Regions from separate parts of the Pan troglodytes genome. Here regions 1 and 2 are each linked to region 3. The links are chromatin contacts, called in public HiChIP or PLAC-seq maps. All regions are on one chromosome and are shown on one strand. Each heading gives the region's core, a stretch centred on a gene start, on an enhancer-like site or on the middle of the called end of the contact. The rest is flanking DNA. Distances are from core to core; before and after follow the strand shown.

Region 1 (2,907 bases), core at 30-2,529, 130 kb before region 3:
CCAGAAGCCCATCCAGGGACCTTAGGCTAAAATCCCAGACCTCAGTGATCCTGTGGGAGTATCGTCAGACTTGGCCCTGCCCTATGCAAAGCCTCTCTCTTTAGTCTACAGCAGGTGAAAGCAAGCAGAATCATTGACCCAATCTGAAAAAGCCCATCCAACACTGGGCTGCAGGTCAGAGCAGGGGCCTGGGGAGGGGAGGTCCCTCCAGCTGGCCGGAGAGCCAGAGCTGGATTCTGGGAAAGCACCCCTGAGCAGCCTGCCCCTGACCCTGCCTAGTGTATCCCCATCTGCCCCGGGGAGGCAGGCGTGGGCTGCTCTGGGCAGGCGCCCAAACAGGCCACTGACCCCCGTCAGCCACCCAGGCTGGAGTTCCCGGACGCATCCTTCATCTTCCCCAATCTAAACACCCACAGGCCCCGGGTGGTCCACCCCCCTCCCAGCCAATGTGTGTCTCAGCTGCATCCAGCTTGCTGGAGGACAGAGGGACTGGCCATCCCGTTAACACTTGAGCCGCTGCCATTTCCAGCCTTCCCTTCCATCCAACCAACGCTCACCCACCATTTATTGAGCACCAGTTGTTTGCAGGTGGCTGTGAATGACATGGCAGAGGGCCTGCCCTTCTCTTCCTCCAGGATCTCACCTCCTGGCCAGGGTCCCCTCCCCTGGTCCCACCCCTCTCACCTGGAGCAGGTGGGCGCTTTGGGGGAAGTGGGCTCAGGGCTGGGAACTGGGTACTGGCAGGAGATTCAGATCGAGGTTGGTGTCTGGGCATCGCTCTAAGCTTTTGTGATCCTGGGCCTGGGTCTTACTCTCTCTGGCTTCAGTATCCTCATCTGTACTCTTCGGATTCCACGGTTCCATCTGAGTCTGAATCAGGCCTTGTCAGCACCCTCCCACCCCCAGGAATAGTTAGAGGAGGAAAGGAGGCTAGCTCTGAATGCTTCAAGATCTTTCTTTAGACAGTCTCTGGATCTTATTCATTTATTCAAGCATTTATTGAGCACCTATTCAGTGCCAGGCCCTGGACTGGGAGACTGGAAATAAAGATGACAAAGATTCAAGCCGGTGACTCCTAAACACCCCACTCCCTGCCTCACGCTCTGCTCGGAGTCAGAAGGCCCCCTGGGGTCTCGGGAGGGCCTGGCCGAGGATTTGGGGCGCCCCGAGACTCGCGTGTCAGCGCCGGTGGCGCTCAGGGCCGCGATCTGTCTCCTCCCCTTCCTCCTCCTCCGCCCCCTCCCCTCTCCCTCCCGGAGCACGGCCGAGGCCTCCTCCCACCCGCGGGATCCCGGCGGCCGCCAGCCGGCTCCTGCGTCCGTCCGTCGGCCGGGCAGTCTGTCCACGCGCGGAAAGCTCGGCGCGGCGGCCGAGGGGCCTGGGAGGGAACGGGCGCGGAGGCGGGACCGCGGCTCCCTCCCACTCCGGGGGGAGTCCAGGAGGCGGCGGTGCTGGAGCGCGAGCCGGAGCCGGAGCCGGAGACGAAGAGAGGCGGTGAGAACGCGGGTGCTTAGGGACCCCACCCCCGGCTCCCGCTGGGGGCCCGCGAGCGGCTCGGAGACGTCTGGGCTGGGGAAGCGGGGCTGTTACCCCCAGGGCGGGAGGCAGAGACGATCCAGCTCCTGGCTTCGCCCCCTCCGCGACGCGACCCCCGAGGGGCCCTGGGCCGCGCCTGCAGCGCCGCGCATCCCCGTGCTTCCCGGCGCACCCCAGCGCACCCGGCATCCCCCCGGCAGGGCGAGGGCCCCGGGGGAAGGGAAGGCTCCGGGAGCCAAGGAGGGCGCCCCCCAGGCGGAGAGTCTCGGAAAAGCGCGCCCCCGGCCCCAGCCTTCCCTCCAGGCCTGCCCCAAGGGAAAGCGGGCGGGGCGACCCCGTACGCCCCCCTTGCTGTCCCCCTTCGGTTCCCCATTGTTCTCAGCCGAATGCTCTCCTGGGAAGGGGGGAGGGGGTGCTGTGCTCTCTTCTTAAAGGGCCCTCTCCCCTCTTGTCTCCTGGCAGGTCGCGAGCACGAGTGGGGTGGGGCGTGCCCACGGGCCCCCGCCCCCCTCGTCCCCCTCGTCCCCCAGCCCAGCTCCGGAGCCGCAGTCCAGGCGCGCCGCCCGGGGGTCCACGCCGCACCCTTCCCCCGTGCGTTCTGCGGCCACCCAGGCCTTCCAGGACACCGTGGAGAGGGAACAAGGGGGCAGGGACGCCCCCTTCGGCAGGAGCCGTCGGAGAAGGGGGCCCAGACCGGAGGGAGGCGAGAAGCCCCACTGAAGCCGGGCGCAGGGTCTGGGACGCAGTTGGGAGTGCAAAGGGCTGGCTGAGAGCCGCAGGAGCAGCAGGCTGTGGCCCAGGCCTCCTGGGTGACAGGCCCTGTCTGGCGGGGAAGAGGGACCAAGAGACAACACGGAAGAGGCTGGACCTCGAACAGGGGCGGCTGCCTCACTCCCTACCTGAGCCAGCCGAGGGGGCCAAGGACTTTAGAGCTGTTTCCTCCGGCGTAAGAGAGACACTTGCTTTCCAGGGCAGCACCCTTTATCAGAGAAGGCTCTACCGGGAAGGGGTCTTTGCAGCCTGGATGGCCATCCCACATTCCTTTAACGGAGGTCTCTAGGCCTCAGAGAGAACCCAGAGTTAGAAAGGAGGCCAGACGGTCCTTGCTGTCCCCCTGGGGAGAGAGGAAGTTGCCGCCTGCTGCCAGGCCCAGGAGGAGCTGGGCCTGCAATAGTGGGGGACCTGGCCCCTGAGGCAGTGGCGGCCATGTCACGGCCAGGCCACGGTGGGCTGATGCCTGTGAATGGTCTGGGCTTCCCACCGCAGAACGTGGCCCGGGTGGTGGTGTGGGAGTGGCTGAATGAGCACAGCCGCTGGCGGCCCTACACGGCCACCGTGTGCCACCACATTGAGAACGTGCTGAAGGAGGAC
Region 2 (2,700 bases), core at 96-2,595, 230 kb after region 3:
CATCAAACCTGGGGAGATCAGAAACAGCCCAAGAAGGACACACAACATCTGTGATGCCAGGTCTTCCTGTTCCCACTTTCCACATAGGGAAACTGAGGCCCAGAGATGGGCACGAGCTGCTCAGGTTCACCCAGTGAGATGGTGCAGAGACAAGACATGAATTTGACCATGTCATTCCCCCCACCTAAAGCCTTCTGTGGCTCCCTAGTGCCCCTGGGTAAGGTCCAAACTCTGGATTGGTACAGGCATCCCTGTGGACTCTGATCTCTGCCCACATCTCCAGCCTCAACCCCACTTGCTTCCCCACCCCTGCCTTCTCCCTCCCAGCCCCACTGGATACTTCCCTGACCCTGGAATATATCATGTTTTTCATTTCCAGACCTTTGCACTCCCTGTGCCTGACTCCTGGCTCCACTCAGACTTCCCCTCCTCCAGGAAGCCTCCCCAGCCCCCCAGGGCCAGGCGGGGTGCCTGCTCAGGGTTCCACAGCCCTGCCCCACCCTGCCAGCTGCTAACATCTGATAGCACTAATAAGTGCTCTCTAATGGCCCTCTCTAAGGGCTTTGTGAAGGCAGAGGACATGCTATTTTGTTTGAGGCCAAAGTTCCAGGGATTGGCACATAGTAGGTGTCCAATAAACATTTAATGAATGAATGAATGGTCAGTCATTTATCTGAGTAGCAAATAATTGCTTGGGTTCTCATGCTGCGTGTAAAATACCCGAGACGGAGAGGTGCTTCAGACAAAAATATACCTTTCCCATGTCACAAATAATAATTATAATAATTGTTTCCTTGGCCAGGTGCAGTGGCTCACGCCTGTAATCCCAGCACTTTGGGAGGCAGAGGCAAGCAGATCACCTGAGGACAGGAGTTCGAGACTGGCCTGGCCAACATGGTCAAACCCTGTCCCTACTAAAAATACAAAAATTAGCTGGCGTGGTGGTGGGTGCCTGTAAACCTGGCTACTCGGGAGGCTGAAGTGGGAGAATTGCTTGAATCCAGGAGGCGGCGGTAACAGTGAGCCAAGATCGCACCATTGCACTCCAGCCTGGGGGACAAGAATGAAACTGTGTCTCAAAAAAAAAAAAAAAAAAAAAAAAAAGTTCCCTTGTCCTTGTTTTCCCATCCCAGACCTAAGCTGACCCCAACAGTGGTTCAGCATCCGGGACAATCACTAGACCTAAAATGAGAAGACATGGAGATGCCTGCATCCCGGAAGAGATGGCCCAGGGCCAGGGGTAAAGGCTGTCTCTGCCCCTTGCTGTCTGGGAAGCTTTGGCCAAATAAGTTCCCTTTTCTGAGTTTCAGTTTGCTCATCTGTCAAATGAGACAGGGTGGTGCATGAGTCATAGGCAGTGCCCGGGAAAGCAGTGAGGGTTGCTCTCATCCCCTCTCCTCCTCCGTCTTCACCCGGAGGCTTAGGGTCTGGAGCTTTCTCTTTAACAAAGGAGGAGGGGCCAAGGTTGCCGGAAGCTGCCTGAAACTGGACAGAGCCGGTTCCTGGAAAGAGCTGGTTCCCGGGCTGGAGGGCAGGAGCTGGGGCCACGCTGGTCTGGGATAGTTGGGCAGGGAGGTAAGGGGTCTGGGGCCAGCTGGGGCCCCTGGGGCTCAGTGTGTGTGTGAATGAGAGGCTGATGAGAGGCTGCAGGAGTTTGGGAGGCTTTGGGCAAAGTCCAAGCTGAGCAGGTGGGAGTGAGAGGGCCTGAGCGTGGTCTAGGCCCTCCTGGGAATGTCGATTGAATTCAGGGTGCCCTGCAGAAGAAAGTGTTGTGCTGGGGACCCTGAAGGGCGAGAGTGGGTTCTGCCTGCCAGAGGGGCAGGGTTGGGCATTCTGCCAGCCAAGGGGCCAGCCTGAGGTGTCCCAGCCCTGGCACCAGGGATTTGGCTGTGGAGTGCCACCAAGGTGGCCTCTGGGGAAAGGCTTTGGGGACAAGTGAGGTGGACAGCACTGGTGGTCCTTACCTCAACTCATAGATGTGACAGGTAAGGCCCAGTGACAAAAGTGACTTGGCCAAGGTTGGCATGACTGGGACCTGAGCCTGAGCCCCCTGCTTTCCCCTGGGTTATTCCACAGCAGGGAGACCCAGGTCCCCCATTTCAGCCCTGGTGGCTGCCATACGGGACAAGAGCTGTGTGTCCCTGGGCCAAGACAGCTCAGTCCCAGACCTCAGGTGCCTGATGGGGTCTGGGGTTGATAAGGCTGTTGGCAACTTGGGGCTTTTTCATTTAACTGATGCCTGCTGTCCTCTTGTGAGTCAGTATAACCAAGAGGGCTGGGGAAGCCTGGAAACTGAGCCAGGAGCATTTGGTTCCAAAGGACAATTGGCAATAAATATTAAATGCATGCAGCTTTCATAATAGTAACGATAACACTAGTATATTAGAGAAAGTATAGCATCGCGGTTAATAGCACAGATGCCAAAGACACTGCCTGGTGTGAATTCTGGCTATGCTGTTTCTAACTGTGTGAACTTGGATAAGTTACTTAATCTCTCTGGACCTCAGGTTCACTGTTTATAAAATGGAGTCAATGGTGAGTTAATGACTCATCTGTTGTGAGCCAACAGGTGGCTCACACCTGTTATCCTAGTGTTTTGAGAGGCAGAGACAAGAGATTTACCTGAGGCCAGGAGTTCAAGACCAGCCTGGACAACTCAGCAAAACTGCATCTCTATAAAAATTAAAATATCAGCCGGAT
Region 3 (2,892 bases), core at 320-2,819:
CCTCCCACGTTGCCTCTCCAGGAGCTGGGACCACAGGTGGGCACCACCAAGCCAGGCTAATTTTTATTTTTTGAGACAGAGTCTTGCTCTGTCACCCAGGCTGGAGTGCAGTGGTGCAATATCGGCTCACTGCAACCTCTGACTCCCAGTTTCAAGCGATTCTCCTGCCTCAGCCTCCCGAGTAGCTGGGATTACAGGCACATGCCACCACACCCGGCTATTTTTGTATTTTTAGTAGAGACAGGGTTTCACCATGTTGGCCAGGCTGGTCTTGAACTCCCGACCTCAGGTGATCCGCCTGCCTCAGCCTCCTAAAGTGCTGGGATTACAGGCGTGAGCCACCGCGGCCATCCTAATTTTTTAATTTTTTGTAGAGACGGGGTCTGCCTATGTTGCCCAGGCTGATCTTGAACTCCTGACCTCAAGCAATCCTCCCACCTCAGCCTCCCTAAGTGCTGGGTTTACAGGCGTGTAGCCACTACACCAGGCCTTTGACTATTTCTTAACCCTCTAGGCCTAAGTTTCCTCCTGTAGAAAAATGAAGATGACAGTTGCTGGTGGTGGTAGCACAACGTTGGTGTGAGGATTAAATAATAAGGCTCGTACAGCTCTTAGCATGGAGCCTGGCACATAGTAAACGGTCAACAAACACAAACTGGCCGGGCTCACGCCTGTTAATCCCAACACTTTGGGAAGCAGAAGTGGGAGGACTGCTTGAGGCCAGGAGTTCGAGACCATCCTGGGCAACATAGGGAGACCCCCGTCTCTACAAAAAATTTAAAAATTATCCGGGCGTGGTGGCGCATGTCTGTGGTCTCAGCTACCGGAGAGGCTGACGTGGGAGGATCGCTTGAGCCCAGGAGGCGGAGGCTGTAGCAAGGCGTGGCTACACAACTGCACTCCGGCATGAGCAACAGAGCAAGACTCTGTCTCAAAAAAAATTGTTTTAATTCGTTTCCCAGAGGTTTGGAGGCGTCACACTGTCTCAAGCCACGCAGTCCGGCCTCCCCTTAATTCAACCTCCCAAGAACGCTCCAAACTCTCAAAGTCAGATCTTCTGCACCCGCACTTTTCATTGGGCGAAAGGGAGCCAGGATCCGCCCCACGAGCAGGAGGCAGCCAATGAGAGACGCGCGACCAAAACCCGGCAGGAAGGCCCGCAGGCTCCAGCCCCGGGATCCCAAGGCTCTGGCCGCGGAACCCTGAGCCTGACAAGCCCCGAGACACGTGCTCAGGCCGGCGGTCCCAAGACCAGTCCTCGGGTCGGCAGCCTCCCTCCCCACACTCTGCGGAGCCCAATCCCCAACTGGGGAAACTGAGGCCTCGAGGCGCTGCCCGGAGCCGGGTCTCGGGCCCCAACATGCGTCCCAGCCCCACGCGCCTACCTTCCGGGCCCGGGCGTCATCTTCCGCCTGGATCTCAAACTCGCCGTCCTCCGAGTCGCTGCCGCGGGCCTGGGAGGCCGCGCCTCGGCGCTTCCGGAGCCCTTTCTTCTTCCTCCACTGGGCCATGGCAGCTCGCGACCGAGGTCCGGCCGCCGGGCGCTTGTCGGCCGCCATTCGGGCCGCGTGCTGGGAACGCAGAAGGGGGCGTGGCCTGAGGAGCGCACCAACTGCGTGGGGGGGGGGGTAGGTGCGGTGACCACGTGACCTCCGCTGAGCTTTCGCCAGTGCCTGCGGCCCTCGGCGGCCTAGGACACACGCACCTGAGTGAGTGGCACCAGAGGCCCCTCTCCATGTTTAGGGACCTCCTGGGCTTCAGGAGCGTGGCGCCCGCCCCAGGGCGGACTCCCCCCATCCGCGGGCGCGAATGGTCCGGGCCGCGTCCGCAGTGCTGCTGGCTGCTCCCTGGTTGCTGGGTGCTAGGTGCTGGGTTCTGGGTTTCTGGATTCGCGGGCCGTTCACACGTAGCCTGTGCCGGCTCCTCGGGTGAGTCCGTCCGCGCGCGGTGCCCCGGGACGGCCTAGGCTGCCGGGGGTCCGGGGCCCCAGGCATTCCGGGCTGCAGATTGACGGGGATCCCGGATGCACCGCGCGCCCCCGCGCGCTCACCTACGGGTCCAGACCTGGTGGGAAGAAGGTGCGGGGACGGGTCCCTGAGGATCCCGATGCCTACGAGCCAAGATGCTCAGGTAGGAGAACAACCCAAAAATGCAGGGACCTCGGGCACTTTTTAATCGGGTCGTTGATTTGGGAGTCGCAGAATGTGGGGCGGTGGGGGCGGCGGTGATCTCCCGATAGCAGTGTAGCCAAGTACACAAGCTCTGGACTCAGATTTCACTTCCACCGTTTTAGCTTTATAGGTGTGACCTACACATGTGACTTCACCTCAGTTTTGTGATCCGTAAAATGGACAAATTCGAAGCTACTTCACAGTGCTGTTGAGAGGATTAAATGAAACAATGCTTGTAAAGCTCTTTGCAGGAGGTAGGCATGGGATCCACGCTGGCTGTCATTGCCCCCACCCCCATCAGTACACATAGGAAAGTGCCTGTCTCCCCTACCACCATAGTGTGTTTTCTGGTTGGTGCCTAAATAGACACAGGTTCATCTCTCCTTCACCGCCAGAGTCATTCTGTAAATAATTGCCAGTAGCCCCGCTTTCACCACCATTATGACAACTAAAAAAAAGCCAAAGAAATTTCCAAAATGCCCCCTGAAGTTGACAGCTCCCCTTTGAGAGACTGGTTGAGAGAGAACTAAACCCTTGGGATGAGAACTTCAGACACTACCGGTCTTCCTCCATTAGCACTGCTGTGGCTCAGGGGTGCTACTCTGACCTCCTCTCACAGGGAGCCTCGGAAGCAGGGCCTGGCCGGCAGAGCACACCTGCTGTCACCAGGGACCACAGGCAGCATGAAGACCCCCGTGGAGCTGGCCGTCAGTGGGATGCA

Evidence for each region. HiChIP or PLAC-seq counts read pairs in DNA pulled down with a chosen protein or histone mark.
Region 1: an H3K4me3 HiChIP or PLAC-seq map of stem cell-derived excitatory neurons shows a contact between it and region 3, with 2.6 times the contacts expected there. The contact joins the promoter of DTX1 here to the promoter of DDX54 in region 3. A contact is called at or near these places in 4 of 7 Hi-C or Micro-C datasets (blood, induced pluripotent stem cells, a lymphoblastoid cell line and 1 more), 1 of 1 datasets of contacts at active chromatin or transcription factors (stem cell-derived excitatory neurons) and 1 of 1 other capture datasets (stem cell-derived neural stem cells).
Region 2: an H3K4me3 HiChIP or PLAC-seq map of stem cell-derived excitatory neurons shows a contact between it and region 3, with 3 times the contacts expected there. The contact joins the promoter of SDSL here to the promoter of DDX54 in region 3. A contact is called at or near these places in 2 of 7 Hi-C or Micro-C datasets (blood and stem cell-derived neural progenitor cells) and 1 of 1 datasets of contacts at active chromatin or transcription factors (stem cell-derived excitatory neurons).

What each region holds. Positions count from the first base shown.
Region 1 is chr10:119,888,175-119,891,081 of NHGRI_mPanTro3-v2.0_pri, forward strand. It overlaps DTX1 (deltex E3 ubiquitin ligase 1), which reads left to right and starts at 1,280. Exons shown (of 10, transcript XM_016924300.3): 1 at 1,280-1,494; 2 at 1,999-2,907. The coding sequence starts at 2,743.
Region 2 is chr10:120,246,533-120,249,232 of NHGRI_mPanTro3-v2.0_pri, forward strand. SDSL (serine dehydratase like) reads left to right here and starts at 1,346. Exons shown (of 8, transcript XM_001153764.8): 1 at 1,346-1,575.
Region 3 is chr10:120,016,624-120,019,515 of NHGRI_mPanTro3-v2.0_pri, forward strand. DDX54 (DEAD-box helicase 54) reads right to left here and starts at 1,570. Exons shown (of 20, transcript XM_009426302.5): 1 at 1,386-1,570. The coding sequence starts at 1,559. RITA1 (RBPJ interacting and tubulin associated 1) reads left to right here and starts at 1,889. Exons shown (of 4, transcript NM_001280118.1): 1 at 1,889-2,130; 2 at 2,294-2,425; 3 at 2,791-2,892. The coding sequence starts at 2,855.